2 separate regions of the Mus musculus genome follow, and region 2 is linked to region 1. Evidence: chromatin contacts called from public promoter capture Hi-C data. All regions are on one chromosome and are shown on one strand. The core of a region is the stretch at or near the end of the contact, and the rest is flanking DNA. Distances in the headings are between cores, read along the strand shown.

Region 1 (7,900 bases), core at 1,368-3,867:
TGCTTCTCTCTGCTGCTGCTTTTTCTCCTTCAATTATTTTTGTTGTATATTAATAATGGTATATAAACTTATATGACTTTCTTACAGCTATAGTCTATAACTTTATAAACAAAAATAATTTTATTGATCAGATTTTTTTTGTATAGACCAATCAATTCCAGGATAGCAAAACTTAGCTTTACCTACTTAAACAGAAAAAGTCCTTGCTTCACAAGCGGGAGGCCCTGCGAGGGATCCCTGGCCCCTTGTAGAAAGGTGGGCATGGCCGTGAGCACCTGTAACGCCATCCCTGCAAGCACAGGCAGGTGGGCGTGGCCGTGAGCACCTGTAACGCCATCCCTGCAAGCACAGGCAGGTGGGCGTGGCCGTGAGCACCTGTAACGCCATCCCTGCAAGCACAGGCAGGTGGGCGTGGCCGTGAGCACCTGTAACACCATCCCTGCAAGCACAGGCAGGTGGGCGTGGCCGTGAGCACCTGTAACGCCATCCCTGCAAGCACAGGCAGGTGGGTCTTAGGGTCCTGCTTGTTAGACAGTCTAGACCAGTGGTTCTCAACCATCCTAATGCTGTGACCCTTTAATACAGTTCTCATGTTAGGGTGACCCCCCATCCATAAAATTATTTCATTGCTACTTCATAACCGTAATTTGTTGTTACCATTATAATAGTGCAGATATCTGATATGTAACTCCCAAAGGGGTCACAACGCAAAGGTTGGGAACCACTAGTCTGGACACTATCTCCAAGTGCAGTAAGAAATATTGCCTCAATAATATAATAATAATGAGAAGAATGACAGAGGAATAAGTTACATGGTTTTGACCTCTAACCTCCACATGTGCATACCCATGAGTACAAAAAACATTTACAGGCACATGCACATACTCACACCTATGTAACATGCATACACATACAAATTTCAAACTAGTACATCTTTCTTTGTTTACATGAGGCATGCTTCTGCTACATATATGCAGCCCAGGCTAAAGCCATAGTCATTTTGAAACTCTTACTTCTACAGCACTGCTACTTAAAGATTGGTTATAAACATTTTAAATATTAAAAAAAAAAAAGGCCAGTCTCCAATGAGTAAAATACACTCTAGTATTTAAAATACCTAATTTGCATGTATGTACCAAATATGTAAATATTTGGTTTCACTATGTATCACTTTAGTTAAAGGCATCCGACACATAAAGTGAGGTACATCTCTATTTGTGAGATAGAATGACCTTTTACCCAAAGCCCATCTTTCTTTCACTCACTCCAAATTTATCACAAGAGAGAAGCAAAATGCACACTGGTCCTCAGAATGCTTCTCTTGCTCAGGAACCTGTAACCAAGTCCTTCCTGGAAACCAGGAAAGAATGTTGACAACCCCCCTCCCCCCTCCCCCGCTCCTCCAGCCCCCCCCCAACCTGCCTCCCCTCTCTCCTTGTTTACTCAACATCATCTGCAAAAATAAACAATCACATTTTCACCAGGAAACTGAATAGAAAATGAGTTTGGGTCATTCCAAACAATGGACTATTCTCTCACTAGGCTGGCAGATCTCCCCTCAGTGGCAATTAAACAGAGGGCCTGTGCTTACACTGGCTAACTCAGCAGCCAAGCACACTAGGAGGATTTTTCACTGAGGAACTTCATGTAGACAGTCAAATGGCACCACACTGGCCTGCAGGTGGGAAAATGTGCTGGTCTGTCAGAGAAAACCCACAGCTACTTTATGCACCTCACTTTTCCTTCCTTCCCCTGGTGCTCAGGATCTAAGGCAGGGCCTGGCATTCTCAGCAACCCGGCCCTACTCACACACTGGTAAGGAAAACAAAGTAAGATGGGATGCATAACGCAACACATAACTATGACAATTAAGCACTGTACTTTTTTTTTTTAATTTATTGGTGTGTGTGTATATGGTGTGTGTGTATGTGAGTGAAAGAGAGAGAGAGAGAGAGAACATGCCACATGTGGGTGGTCTGAGAGGTCATCTGGAGCTGGAGTTACAGGCAGCTGAGAGCCACTCTATAAGCGGTGCTTAGAACCAATCCCAGATCCTGGGAAGTACAATAAGAAATCTTAAACACAGAGCCACCTTTCCAGTCCCAAGTACTGTACCTTTAAAATACCGGAACTTTAAAAGGACCAGTAAGAGCCTGAATAAGGACCTCCAGTAAAAAGGTTTGGATCCTTCCCACTGTGACCCCACTTAGGAAAGCACGTAACGAAGTAGAAAATACCGGCCTTCTTCTGCGGCAGGAAGCAAACCTAGGGCCTTGGGAAAGTTAGGTAAGCACCCTACCACCAAGCTACATCCCAAGTCAGAAAATATTTTTTTTAGTAAAGAATATGCAGTGTGACCCTAAATAAAACTCCAAGAACACAAAATGATACCTCTTAAAATAGGAAAATCTGCCTTGAGATGGTTCGCGCAGGGTTACTTCATGTTTTACGGGAATGTTTCCCGTTGTTTCCAAGCTACTGTTGCGACTTTCTGACTTCAGGTCATTTTCAGCAAGGAAACGTTCATCCAAGGAAACGTTCTGGCTTCACAGAACGCAAGCCTTTTCTCCATCAGATTTCACTGTAGATGACGACAGGGTCACAGTTCCACCAGGGGATTGTTTGTCTTTCTGGACAGTAAGGTTCATCTTAGAGGCAAGAGGGCATCTCCAGCCCATCTGATCCTTTCAGGGTTGAGACTTCCTGCGTTAGTTATCAACTTCCTCTTTCTCAGGACAGGTGCGGCACTAGCACCCTTTGTTCTCAGACAAAGCATGCAAGCGTGACTTCAGCATTAGCAGTGAGACTCCTGCTCTAACTCCTGTGATAAAGTACTGTGGCCAACAGCACAGGAGATAGCGGCTCTCTTGCAGACACCCTTGCTGTCTCCAATTCAGATTCAAAGGCTCAACCGCAGCAAACACTACCTTAGCAATCACATCTGTTCTTTCTTTGTCCCAAATGTCATCTTTAAAAAGGTTTCTCGTTGGTTCCAGTAAACACATTCCAGGTCACTTTTTACTCCTTCAAGGCCTGGGCTAGGGATACTAAAAAAAAACCAGAAATATCTGCCGAATTGCCGCCATGCCTGTGAATTTATTGTTATTCAATAAAACCATCATAGAAACGCAAAACATGTTCCCCAGCGTTTCTGCCACAGGAACTCTGAATCTGACCCTCATCGCGTTAAAGCAAAGCAAAGGAAGCAACTGCACAACAAAAGCCAGAGATGAAGAACCCGGAGAAAGGAAGCCCAATTACCAAGAGCTGTCTGTTTCCATTGTAAAATATCTGTCCTATGCATTGGGCTAAATCCCTGTTTTGATAATGCCATGCATCTCCAGAAGGCTTTACATCGCCAGCTGCTTTAAATCAGTGACTTTCAATCTCTCTTCCCCTCAAACCCGTCAGCTAGTTCTTTCTGTCTCATTTTAGTACTAAGTGCCTCATATAAATGGAGATATACAGCTTTGGTCATTTTATAACTTATTTCACTTAGCAGTACCATCATGGGTCACAGATGCAGAATACCTCAGAATTTCCATCCTTAAAAATGCTAATCATTTGGGGGAGGAGAGGGAGAGGAAACTTCAGTTGAGTTGTACTATATTAGAGAATAATTGTTTTAAGTGAAGAAAATATGCTAATATTGTTCCAGTATGTGTATGTAACGTATTTTGCTTATCCAGTCATACCTCTGTAGGCTTTTCTGACTGCTTCTGATTTTAGCTATCATAAGACATACTGCTATAAACTGTATAAAATTAAACTCAGGTTTTAATTCTTTTGGCTGTATAATCAGAAATACAGTCTTAGGGTCATCTGAGAATTCTGTTGCAAATTTTTTAGAGGCTATTTTATAGCTCTGGACTATACACCCATCTTCATGTTAGTACTACACTATTTTTATTAGCTTTGGCATAATTTTGAAATTAAGAAATGTCAGATGTCCCTCTTAGTTCTTTTTCTTTCCTTTTTTTTTATTACGTATTTTCCTTAATTACATTTCCAATGCTATCCCAAAGGTCCCCCACACCCTCCCCCCACCCACTCCCCTACCCACCCATTCCCATTTTTTGGCCCTGGCATTCCCCTGTACTGGGGCATATAAAGTTTGCCTGTCCAATGGGCCGCTCTTTCCAGTGATGGCCGACTAGGGCATCTTTTGATACATATGCAGCTAGAGTCAAGAGCTCTGGGGTACTGGTTAGTTCATAATGTTGCACCTACAGGGTTGCAGATCTCTTTAGCTCCTTGGATACTTTCTCTAGCTCCTCCATTGGGGGCCCTGTGATCCATCCAATAGTTGACTGTGAGCATCCACTTCTGTGTTTGCTAGGCTAGTCTCACAAGAGACAGTCTTAGTTCTTTTTCAAGATTCCTTTGTTTATTCAGGATCCCTTGAGATTTTTGTGTCAGTTTTAGAGTTTTTCCAAGTCTGTACAGAAGTCCCTGGAACTCCAAATTGGACTGAACTGAGTTTGTAGATAACCTTAGTAGCACTGATATCATAATATTAAATCTTTTAATCCATGAACATGAGATATTTTTCACTTATCTAATGCCTTTTAAATCCAGCAATGGCTTACAGCTTTCACAGTAAATCTTTTATATTTTTAGTTAATTCTAAGTTTCCTTTCTCCACCAACTATTATAAACTAATTATTTAATTCCCTTTTCAGAGTACCCATTTTTAGTGGTGAGAACTGTAACAACATTTGTGTATAGACTTGTTTCCTGCTACTGTCCAGAGTACATTTACTCATTTTAACTGATAGAGTTCTGGGAATTTTTGACATATAAGGTCATACTAGCTATTAATAGAGTAAATTTACCCTCTTTTTAATTTGTGTGTATTTTGTGTCCCTTTTCTTATATAACTGTCCTGGCTCCAACTTCAGCACTAGTTGACAAAAGTAGACAAGCAGGAACACTTTCAAAAGACAGGTTTAGGCTGAGTATGTTGGTACACATCTGTAATGCCAGCACTTGAAAGGTTAAGACAGGAAAAGTTCAAGGCCAGCCTCAGTCACACAGCCAGACGTAGTCTCAACAACTCAGAGCAAACAAGCAAACAAAAAAGAAATGGAAAAACAAACAAACAACAATAAACCCCTTCTTCTACTTTCATCTTACAAGTGGCTTCTTTTAAAATTTTGAGGTAGCCTTTCTAAATTCAGTTGTTGAGTGCTTTTATTATGAGTATTGAATTCTGCCAACTTTTTTAAACTTCAGTTCCAGTGAGCACATACACTTCTCTTTTGTTCACTCTGTTCATGTGGTATCTTAGAAGTGCTGAACTATTCTTACATGAATCCCACTGGACTTTGATGTTTAATCCTTTAAGATTTGTTTTTATTTATGTGTCTGTATAAATGCTTGCTGTGGGGATGGGGTTATCCACAGCGGCCAGAAGAGGGTGTCAGATCCCCCAGAGCTGCAACTGAACTGAACTTGGGTCTTCTCCAAGAGCAGCTCTAACCACTGAGCCATCACTCACTCTGGCCCTTGTCTAACCCTTTTTATATCCTGCTGTACTGGCTAGTTTTGTGTCAACTGGATACAGGCTGGAGTTATCACAGAGAAAGGAGCTTCAGTTGGGGAAATGCCTCCACGAGATCCAGCTGTAAGGCATTTTCTCAATTAGTGATCAAGGGAGGGCCCCTTGTGGGTGGTAGCATCTCTGGGCTGGTAGTCTTGGGTTCTATAAGAGAGCAGGCTCAGCAAGCCAGGGGAAGTAAGCCAGTAAAGAACATATCTCCATGGCCTCTGCATCAGCTCCTGCTTTCTGACCTGCTTGAGTTCCAGTCCTGACTTCCTTGGTGATGAACAGCAATGTGGAAGAGTAAGCCGAATAAACCCTTTCCTCCCCAACTTGCTTCTTGGTCATGATGTTTGTGCAGGAATAGAAACCCTAAGACACCTGCTAAATTAAATTTGCTATCATTTTCTTTTGCTTGGAGATTTTTGCATTGGTACTTACATTATCTATCATATTATTATGTATTGGTAATAACAACTGAATGTGGGAGGGGCTCAGCTTAGTCCACCGTCCTCAGCTACACTGATTCTGTTTCCATGATGAAGCAGTATCATGTGGTAGAGGATTTTACTTTATGGACAACAGGAAGCAGGAAGTAAAGAAAAGACATGGTATAACTTTCAAAGACATACCTCCTAGTGACCTATTTCTTTCACCTACAATGCCACCACCTAAAATTTATAGACCTCATTAAAAAACACCAGTGGTTATAGGCATAGACTTTAACACAGCCTGGAGCAGGATACTTCAGACTCCAGCAGTATCTTAGTTACTGTTCTGTTGCTGTGATGAAATATCATGACCAGACGACTTATAAAAAAGAAAGCACTTAAATGGAAGCTTGCTTACAATCTCAGAGCATTAGCTCATAATCATTATGGCAGGGAGTGTGGCAGCAAGCAGGCAGGTATGGTGCTGAAGAAGGAACTGAGAGCTCACATTTGTTCTATAAAAGCTGCAGCAGAGATTGAGACTGGGCCTGGCATGGGCTGTTGAAACCCCACGGCTCACTCCCAGTGACACGCTTCTTTCAACAAGGCCACCTCTCAATCCTTCCTGAACAGTTCTACCAACTAGGGAACAATCAAACATATGAGCCTATGAGGGGCGGGGGGGGGGGGGCATTCTTCTCCAAACCACACAGGCAGTAACACTCCTCAGAAAGGAGACTGCTCTGTGGTTTTCTTGTAGTCTTCATTTGACTTGGGATTGGAGTAAAGCATCATTAGAATAAGTTAGGATGTGTCTCTCTTCCTCTCCCTCTCTCCCTCTCTCTCTCTCTCTTCTCCCGAGACAGGGTTTCTCTGTAGAGTCCTGGAACTCACTCACTGGAACTCACGCCTGATGGACTGTCCCAGTGAGAGCATAAAGCCTGGAGGGCTTCTCCACTGGGACTTTTCTTACTTCTAATCCAATCTTACAATTTCTTCACGACTCAGTCTGGCTTTTAAGATCCTGTACATTTCAAGTAGGTTATACAACTTGTCGAAAGCATCATTTCATAATCCTTTTTAGCTGGGTACAATTGTTACTAATTTGTCAATTTTCAGTTTTGGTTATTGTCATTTAAACCTTCTTTGTTGTTATTAGTTAGGTAAACGTTTGCCAGTTTTTGTTTACATACATTTTAATAATTTCTTCTACTTTTTGAGATTATAATTATAATACTTCCCCTCTCCTGACCCTCTCATATACCATCCTTGTTCTTTTTCAAATTCATAGCCCCCTTTTTCATTGTGCTTACATATGTGTGTATGTGTCCCTAAACACATAAATGTAACCCGAAAAATCTTTTGGTTTCACTGATTTTTCTTTCTTTTTTTGTTTGTTTGTTTAATTTTCCATTTTATTTACCACTGCATAAATCTATGCCCTTCCTTTTAGTGACCTTTGGTGTGGTTTCTGTTTCTCTAGTTCCTTGCCAGTTGCACTGCTGACACGGGATGCTTCTGATTTCTAACATTTGTTTCCCACAGAGCATAGCTTCAGTGCATCTATGTTGTTACATTGCTCTGATTTTCATATAAATATTTTCTCATTTCCCTTGTGATTTTATTATTTCATATAAGAATGTTTAATTTCTACAAATTTGTGATTTTTTTTTAAGTTTTCTTCTATTACTCATTTCTGACTCCACTCACCCATTATAGTTAGTAAAATTACACTGAGTATGTAGTACAATTTCTATCATTGAAAATCCACTGCAGTAAGACCTGAGAAGAAGATGTTTTTGCTGCTATTGGGTAGTACTCCTTTCAAGCTCACAGGCTCACTGCTCCCTACCCTCTCTCTGGTCCTGCTTGTGTTTCCTAGTCAGATCCATCATTCCAGGTCTTCAGCAAAGACTGACTCCCCTCC
Region 2 (7,900 bases), core at 3,305-5,804, 110 kb after region 1:
GATACATTAAATCCAACTTCAGAAACTCCCCAGTCTTTAGCAGTCCCTCCCCACCCTGATCAAAGAGTTCAAAGATTCTTGTGATACTCAAAGCAATTTTGCTCTTGAAAAGACTGTGTGTGTAGCTCACTGAACCTGCTGCATCTCACCGATTCAACCCCATTAGCTGCCCGTTGAGTCTTTGGGATCCTCCTGTCTCTGCCTTCCTCATGTTAAGGTAAAAGTGCAGGAGAATGCCACCATGACTGTATCCTTAAGCTCAGGTCCCCACAGTGCAGAGCAGTCACCTAGCCAGCTCCCTGAGCATCTCTTCAGCCCCTTCCCTGCATTTTCTGTTTCTCTTCCTATTTCTGTCTTGGTTGCTATTTCTCCTTTGCTCAGCTTTACTTATAAGAGTCATCTGTTGCCCAGCCTGGTTCAGAACCAAAATCAAGTGATTCTTCTGCCTCAACTCACTAGTAACGGGGACCCCAGACACTTAGACTCGTCTGGCTTCAGCTTCACCTTCAAGTGACAAAGGCCCACAGAACACAGAACAACACGCAATGCCCTGACATCTGAGGGATGGGGAGCTGATGCCCAGCATTGCCAAGTGTCAGTTACAGGTTAATTCTTGAAAATAAACTCAGCACCCTGTGAGGTCTGCTTTCTCCTGCTTATTTCCCTTCACTTCCTTAAAGGCCATCTTTGGGGTATGCTGAGTACTGCAAAGGAAATCGTCGATCTTCAAAGACTCTCTCTTGTCCACTTCGCTTGTGCTGTCCTCTGTCAGAGGCAATGGCGGTACAGGGAACTTTGCAGAACTCATAGAGTTCCCAGATCAGCACTCTGAGGAGGACTAGATCAGACAGTGTTCTTCTAGTTCATCATGCTGCAAGTAAGGCCACAGAGGCACTGTGAAGGGCTCTGCTCTTCATCTTGGCATTTACATTTTTGGTGGCCTTGAGCTAGCTGTCTTCCATCTTTTGTATACAACATGAGAAATTATCTGTTTTCTTATGCCTTTGAAAGATTTGTTTCCAGCGTTTCCAGGACAGTGAGAAGGTTTTAAGCTGCAGGCTTCCACAGCAGCTAAACCGAAATCACTGTGATTACACAGCTAGAGTCAGGTGTGCACTATAGTGCACAGGCATTCACCTAGGAAGTGCAAGGCCCTGGGTTCAGTGCCCAGCACGGAAAAGGGAAATCTGCTTCCCTGGTCTCCATCTAACAGGAATTTGGAAATCATTAATCCATGCCACAAGAGGGCGCTTGGGAAATACTGGCTTTCATGCCAGTGATAGTTAAACCATTTTACATCTTTAAATAAAAATTAAAATGACTTGTCATTTCTGGACCTCACTTTGCTTTATCGAATTCAAAAGCAATTTGTAATCAAAAGTATCTCCTACTCTTCACATTTTAGGTTAGTTCTTGTTGATGTGGACGATGCTAATATAATATATAACCAAAAGCCTTTACAGACATGAATTTCCATAAGAGATGAATACAGGCTTCAGCCAAGGTTGGAGGTCTGGAGAGTAGCAAGCTATCCCCTGGTGTAAATGGAGGTGAAATATTCCAAATTTCTTTCAAAAATGTTTCATATTTATTTTGTGTGTATGAGTTTTGCACGTATGCATGTGTGCCTGCCTGCCTGTCTGTGTGAGTTTGGTGCCAAGGGAAATCAGAAGAGGGTATTGATCCTCTAGAACAGGAGTAATAGATAGTTATGAGCCACCATGTAGGTGCTGGGAAACAAAACCAGGTCCTCTATAAGAGTAGCCAGTTCTCTTAACTTCTAAGGTTTCTGACCAAACAAGGCACAATTTTAAAGATAATCCATCACAGTACATTTCTCTTGTCTGGTCCCTTCTTGGGAGCCTCCAGACACAGGAAGCTTATCTAGTTTTGAAGGATTGTTACAAGAGTTAAAATAATTGATTTATCTAAAGGATTTGAAATCATGCTTATCATACAAACAGGATTATGTATGTGTATATAGGCAATATTTATACACCTTCTATTGTTTTATCACTAATTTCTGCTTTGCCACAGCCTCTACCACTAAGATACCAAATCCTCAAACCAGAGTTTCCCTCAGATGCACCGACCTGGGAAAAGTGTTCTCCTAACATTTCTCTCTTCCACCTAAAAAGGAAGGCTGCCTTGATCTGGTGGCCCGTTATTGCAGTTCTAGAGGAACACCTACTACCCCTTCCTATCTTCATGAGCATCTTATCTTTGGGCTCTTTCCTTTTTCTAAGCCTGTGGATTGATCTTAGGCACGGACAATAGACCTATGGACACCAGCTCAATGATCTATCACTGAGCTAAAAAGTCACTTCAGTGACCATATGTGATTTATTGAGTGTCAAAGTGTCCCGTGAATAGAGTGTGGACACAAACGCAGAGAGAATGGCAAGTGTTAGCAATTGGAGTGGTTCTCTATGAAATCTGTTTCTGTTTATTTTGGTTTGATATTTGAGACAGGATCCTACTTTGTAGCCCAAGGTGGCGTTGAATTTGTAATCCTCCTGCCTCAGCCTCTCAAATGTGCCACCATGAAATTTCTTTATTGCTGCAACTTTTTCTGTAGCTTAAAAATGATTTTTAAGTTGATCAAAACAACCTGATCACAGTGAGTTCAAAGTCATTCTGAGTATATAGTAAGATCCAGACAGATGGACAGAGGCAGACACAGAGACAGACAGACAGCAACACAGAGAGACAGAGATATAGACAGAGAAAGAAAAGTAGAGGAAGAGAGAGAGAGAGGGAAAGAGAGAGACAGAAACAGAGATAGAGAGGGAGACAGAGAGGGAGAGAGAGAGAGAGAGAGAGGGAGAGGGAGAGGGAGAGGGAGAGGGAGAGGGAGAGGGAGAGGGAGAGGGAGAGAGAGAGAGCACAACGTGCTTTCCTGGCTTTGCTCTGGGGATGCCTAAAGCCCTTACCTTTTCTGATGCATACAGCTTGGCAGTCCCCACCTCTATTACTCTCCAGCCGCAGCACTTGATTTTAATTTATTACCTCTGCACATGCTGTTCTTGAAGCTGAAACTCTGTCTTCTGTATTTGTGCCTCAGAAAACTCCTTTCTGTTTTTGGTTTTGAGACAGGATCTCACCAAGTAGTACAGGCTAGCCTTATACTCCTGTTTCTCCTGCCTCAGCCTCCTGGTTGCTGAGATTATAGGAATGCTCCACTACACCAGGATGGAAACTCCTGTAGTTCAATGCCCAGATGTAACCTCACTGCTAAGGTGTCTGTGCTATGTGCCTCCGTTCATCCGTTGCTTCCCCTGGAAAGCACACAGGGCTCTTGCTGGTTCCTCCTCTTTTCTCATATTGTGTAATTATTCTTTCACCTTGTCCTAAACCCCCAACTTCTGCAGAACAAGGAAACTCTGGCCACCTTCATTATTAATCCCCATTTAACCTTAATGTGTGATCTCTTACATTCAAGTTTCCATTTGCTGACTCTGGGGCCCTCATGTTGGTGGTAGGGAACTGCCACTTAATAACTTTATCCTAACTTTTACTCCTTTTCTATGAGATCCTGACATTCAGGCACCATCTTTGTCATGGTCCCTAATCCTCCCAGGTCCTTCTCTTGACCGGATTCTGCCTTTAATGTTTTGTTTACTCTGCTGCTTACAAGGCTGTCTCCTTCTCTATAAAAATAGCATGTCAGCCTAGTGGACCTTCTAAGAGAACAATTATTATTTATTTTGTCTATACCTCCTGCTCAGAGAATTAACGTGTTCTAATCCTTTGTGCTAACGTGTAAAAGTTCTTCAAATATTAATAACAAAAACTAACAAGGTACGTCTATAACTTACAAGTCTGAGAGGTTAGCACTCTGCGCGCCCGTGGAGAGAATGTCCCACTGGAGTCTTAACGTGAGTCTGCTCATACTTTAGGGGAACAATAAATGACTCTTTTCAACTCAACAGGTTTTTATTGCTTTCCTATCACTCTGGGCTATAAATTTTGTAACTTTAAAAAAAAATCCTTGGAGAGGAAAAAATGATGTTATCAGCAGAAAGGCATAGTCACTTTGAAATATCACTGGCAAGCTCCACATGATTCCTAGTCTGATGAAGGTGGCTTAAAATCTGCCCATAGAGAGCAAAAATGGACTGGGGCCATGCCTCCCGGTCTTTCTAGTTCAACTTTGTTCCCTGGGCCTAAGAAGGAACTTGATTCATGATTGGAGATCAAACATTTAGTGAGTGAGTAAGCGAATGAGACCAGTATGGTTGTTTTAGGGAATGCCAGATCCCCAGTTTACTCGAACAGATAGAAAAGAAGACCGTAGGTAGATTCTTGAGCCCTCAGATTTGCCCAAATGTCAGCACAGGATGCACCCGTTTAATACTCAGCAACGACTCCGGACTAGAGGTCTGTGAGCACCACAAGCTGTTCCCAGAACCGAGGGCGGTGAAGATGCTATCCGGTCCCCCTGTGTCTCTCTCTGCTGCAGCAGCGGTTTTACGTCTGTGGCTTTACTGGAATAAAGGATCGTGTTAAGGATGGCTGTCCTCTCATCTGCTTTTTATCAACACAGGACAGTTTCCTGTATTTGTCAGTGATGCGGAAATGACCCAGCTGACGTTAGCACTTGCGAGTGACTCAAAGTTACACTGTATTTGCCTGCCCGCCCCCCCCGCCCCCCCCGCCCCGCGTGCTCTAATTTTGTGTTTTAAATGATCGCCAGTTACTTTCTTCTTTTTTCCTTTTTTAAGATTTATTTCTTAATTTTAAGTTTGCATATGTAGGTGCCCATGAGGAGTTCGGCAGGGCGCATAGGATCCTCTGGAGTTGGAGTCACAGGCTGTTGTGAACTGCCTGATGTGGGTACGGGGAACTGAACTTGGTTCCTCTGAAAGAGGATGCATTCTTGGTAGCTGAGTCATCTCTCTGGCCTGAAGCACTTACTTTTTAAAAGACCTACTTTATTTTCTGTCTGAGCTCATGGTCGTTTGCGTTGGTAGCCAAGGCCAGATAATCTTGATCTATTGTGTGTCTCCGGTTTTCCAAAGACTTTTTTCCCTTCTATTGTTAGAGTCAGGGAAACTGGCAAACGATGGTGTTGGGCCAGAGGAGGGAGAACGAAGCCTTAAATCACCGAAATGTGGTGCGCCCTGTACGCACTTCAGTACGAACTGAAAGGAAGACTGCAAATAGGATTGGTTCCTTTGGGCTAGTACTGAATTGGGAGTGAGTGATGCAGATAGAGCCATGGGCTGAAATCATTTTCTACTTCAGCCCCGCTCGGTCTGCAGGGAATCGTGGAGTCAGGAGTTAGCTGCAGGGTGTTGGGAGTAGGCCAGCATCTACATCTGTTCTCAACTGTAAGTGGACTGGAAAAACACTTTGAGGGAAAGCCAGTGAGGAGCGCACAGAATCCCTGCTCCCAGAAAGGCCGGGAAAGAGGAGCTGATTCATCATAAAGATGCTGAATTTAGAGGCAGGTTTTTATGCAAATAAAGCGTGGATGAGTCTTCTTCTGTTTGTCAAGAGTCAGTCTGGTTCCTGACAGTCTAAGGGTCAGAACTGATAGGATGAGTCAGCCATATTGACAGCGTGGGCCCTTGTGTCTAAGTATAAGCCCTGCGCTTGGAGGAGGAGGCTGGGGGAAGGAAAACCAGCCTGGCAGAGGTTGCGAGAGCTTGTCTAAAACACAGAAAACAAGGTAGCCGGGTAGGATTGAAGCCTCATACTTCCCACTATTTCCGAGGAATCTGGGGCTCAACTCGAGTACTTTGGCACTCGCTTACTAGACTCTGGACACGTTTTAGTGAATTTCATGCAGGATTTCTTGTCTCGGAATATATGGCCGGCTGTAGGGACACTATGTAACGATTTCTCGCTTTTGATATTAAGAGCGTCTCAATCCGAGAAATGTCATGGCTAGCATGAGTTGGAATAAGCGTTACTTAAAGGAAGTAGTTTGGCAACACATGGGCCTGGGTTCAAATTCCAACTCTTGTCATTTCCTGGCTGTATGAGATCAGGCAAGCTGCCCTCTGACCGCCAGTGGCTTCACCTGAGATGGGAATCATAATGTATGACTAACCAGGCTATTGGGAGGACTGGCTGTCTCCCTAGCCACCTAAAAACAACCAGAAAAACATCCGCAACCTTGTTCTCTCCTTTGTTCCATTTCTCCGTATCATCGTTATTATTTTTACTTATGTTTTTTAACAAGTTTGTTTTGTTTTGTTTGCGAAACTGGGAATTTAACTCAGAACTTTGTGTAAGCACTCTACCTCAGTCTATTTAGCCCCCTTTTCACTTTTTATTTTGCAACAGAGTTTCTCTATATTATCCAGCTAGTCTTGAACTTAGTTTGTAGCCCAGGCTGTCCTGGAATCATGACCTTCCTCCCTAAGTCTCCTTAAAAGCTATTCTTATAAGCCCACACTGCCAAGTCTTTATTTGTTATTGACACAAATAATGATATTTATTTATTCATTATAACTTGATACATGTATTCACATAGAAATGATCCATGCAGGCTAATTAGCATATCTGTTGCTGTAAACATGTTTCCTTTCTTTCTTTTAAAGAATTATTTATTTATTTTATGTATGTGAGTGCACTGTTGCTGTCTTCAGACACACCAGAAGAGGGCATCAGATCTCATGACAGATGGTTGTGAGCCACCTGTAGTTGCTGGGAATTGAACTCAGGACATCTGAAAGAGCAGTCAGTGCTCTTAACTGCTGGCCTCTATTTTTCATTTCTTCATGCTAACAACTGTCAAAAATCTTTGTAGTTAATTTTTTTATACAAATTTTTTTTGATACAGGATTTTTTCTTTCTTCCTTTTTTCCCTTCCTTCCTTCCTTCCTTCCTTCCTTCCTCCCTCCCTCCCTCCCTCCCTTCCCTTCTTTTTTTTTTTTTTTTTTTGTTTTTTTTTTGAGTCAGTGTTTGTCTGTGTATCCCTGACAGTCCTGGAACTCAATCTGTAGACCGTGCTGGCCCCAAACTCAGAGATCTGCTTGACTCTGCCTCCTAAGTGCTAGGATTAATGGCATGGACCAAAACTACCCAGTGAGACAAGGTTTTTCTAAGTAGCTCTGACTAGCCTGGACCTCACTGTATAAACCAGGCCAGTCTCAAAACCATGATGCTCCACCTGCCTCTGCTTCTGGGATGCTAGGATTAAACACATACACCACTACCCCTGGATACTTTTACTTTGAAATATCTGTATGCATACCAACCATAGTCATCCACTAAACTAAACACCACACCTTTTTTCTACACGGTGCATGATGACCCATATCTACCCATCCCCCTTGCCCTTCCCTGCCTAGTCTTTGTTACCCACTACTGATGCCTCTGGCAACCTCCATGAGATCAGCGGCCTTAGATTCCTCACGTGTGAGACCACACAGTACCTGTCGTTTTGTGTTCCCTCTGTTTTCTTGCTACCTGCCAGGCACTGTTGCACATCCAGTTTTAATTTCTAAAAAAGATGTTTTGTGTCATTGGAATGAATGAAACACATATGGCTTGTCTAAACTTATAACTGTTTTCTTCCAACTAGTTAAAAGTGACAAGAGAAGCTAAGGGTAACGGAACAGGCGGGGCTGCCTCTATTTGAAGGGGCAAAGACTGAGTTTCCTGGCTCACTCCTGGGTTGGGTGAGCTGTGGCAAGGGTCAGCTGGGCTGTTTAGCCAAATGCCAAGGTCATCATGGAAAGACTGTCTGAAATGGCAGTTGGGTGTTTATAAGCAACAACTAAAGTAGTCAAGGTAAATTTATAATTTATAAATGGCAGAAACAATTTCCAAATCATTTGCAAAATATTTTTATTTTGGTTTTCAGAAAAGTGTGTTTTCTATTAACCAAAAGTATGAATACAAAGAGAATTGGTATAAGTAACATGGAGAAGGGTGAGGAGGGAGA

What was found. Capture Hi-C pulls out chosen DNA fragments and counts their contacts.
Region 2: a promoter capture Hi-C map of liver shows a contact between it and region 1. A contact is called at or near these places in 15 of 484 Hi-C or Micro-C datasets (CD4 T cells, CD8 T cells, the G1E-ER4 cell line and 11 more), 9 of 130 datasets of targeted methods (CD8 T cells, the HPC-7 cell line, bone marrow-derived macrophages and 4 more) and 3 of 9 other capture datasets (adipose tissue, liver and pancreatic islet).

Annotation. Positions count from the first base shown.
Region 1 is chr19:21,628,119-21,636,018 of GRCm38.p6, forward strand. All of the region lies in intron 1 of 1110059E24Rik (RIKEN cDNA 1110059E24 gene), which reads right to left. Among named protein-coding and RNA genes, the nearest start is that of 1110059E24Rik, 21 kb to the right of the region's middle.
Region 2 is chr19:21,733,152-21,741,051 of GRCm38.p6, forward strand. No RefSeq gene overlaps it. Among named protein-coding and RNA genes, the nearest start is that of Gm41818, 14 kb to the left of the region's middle.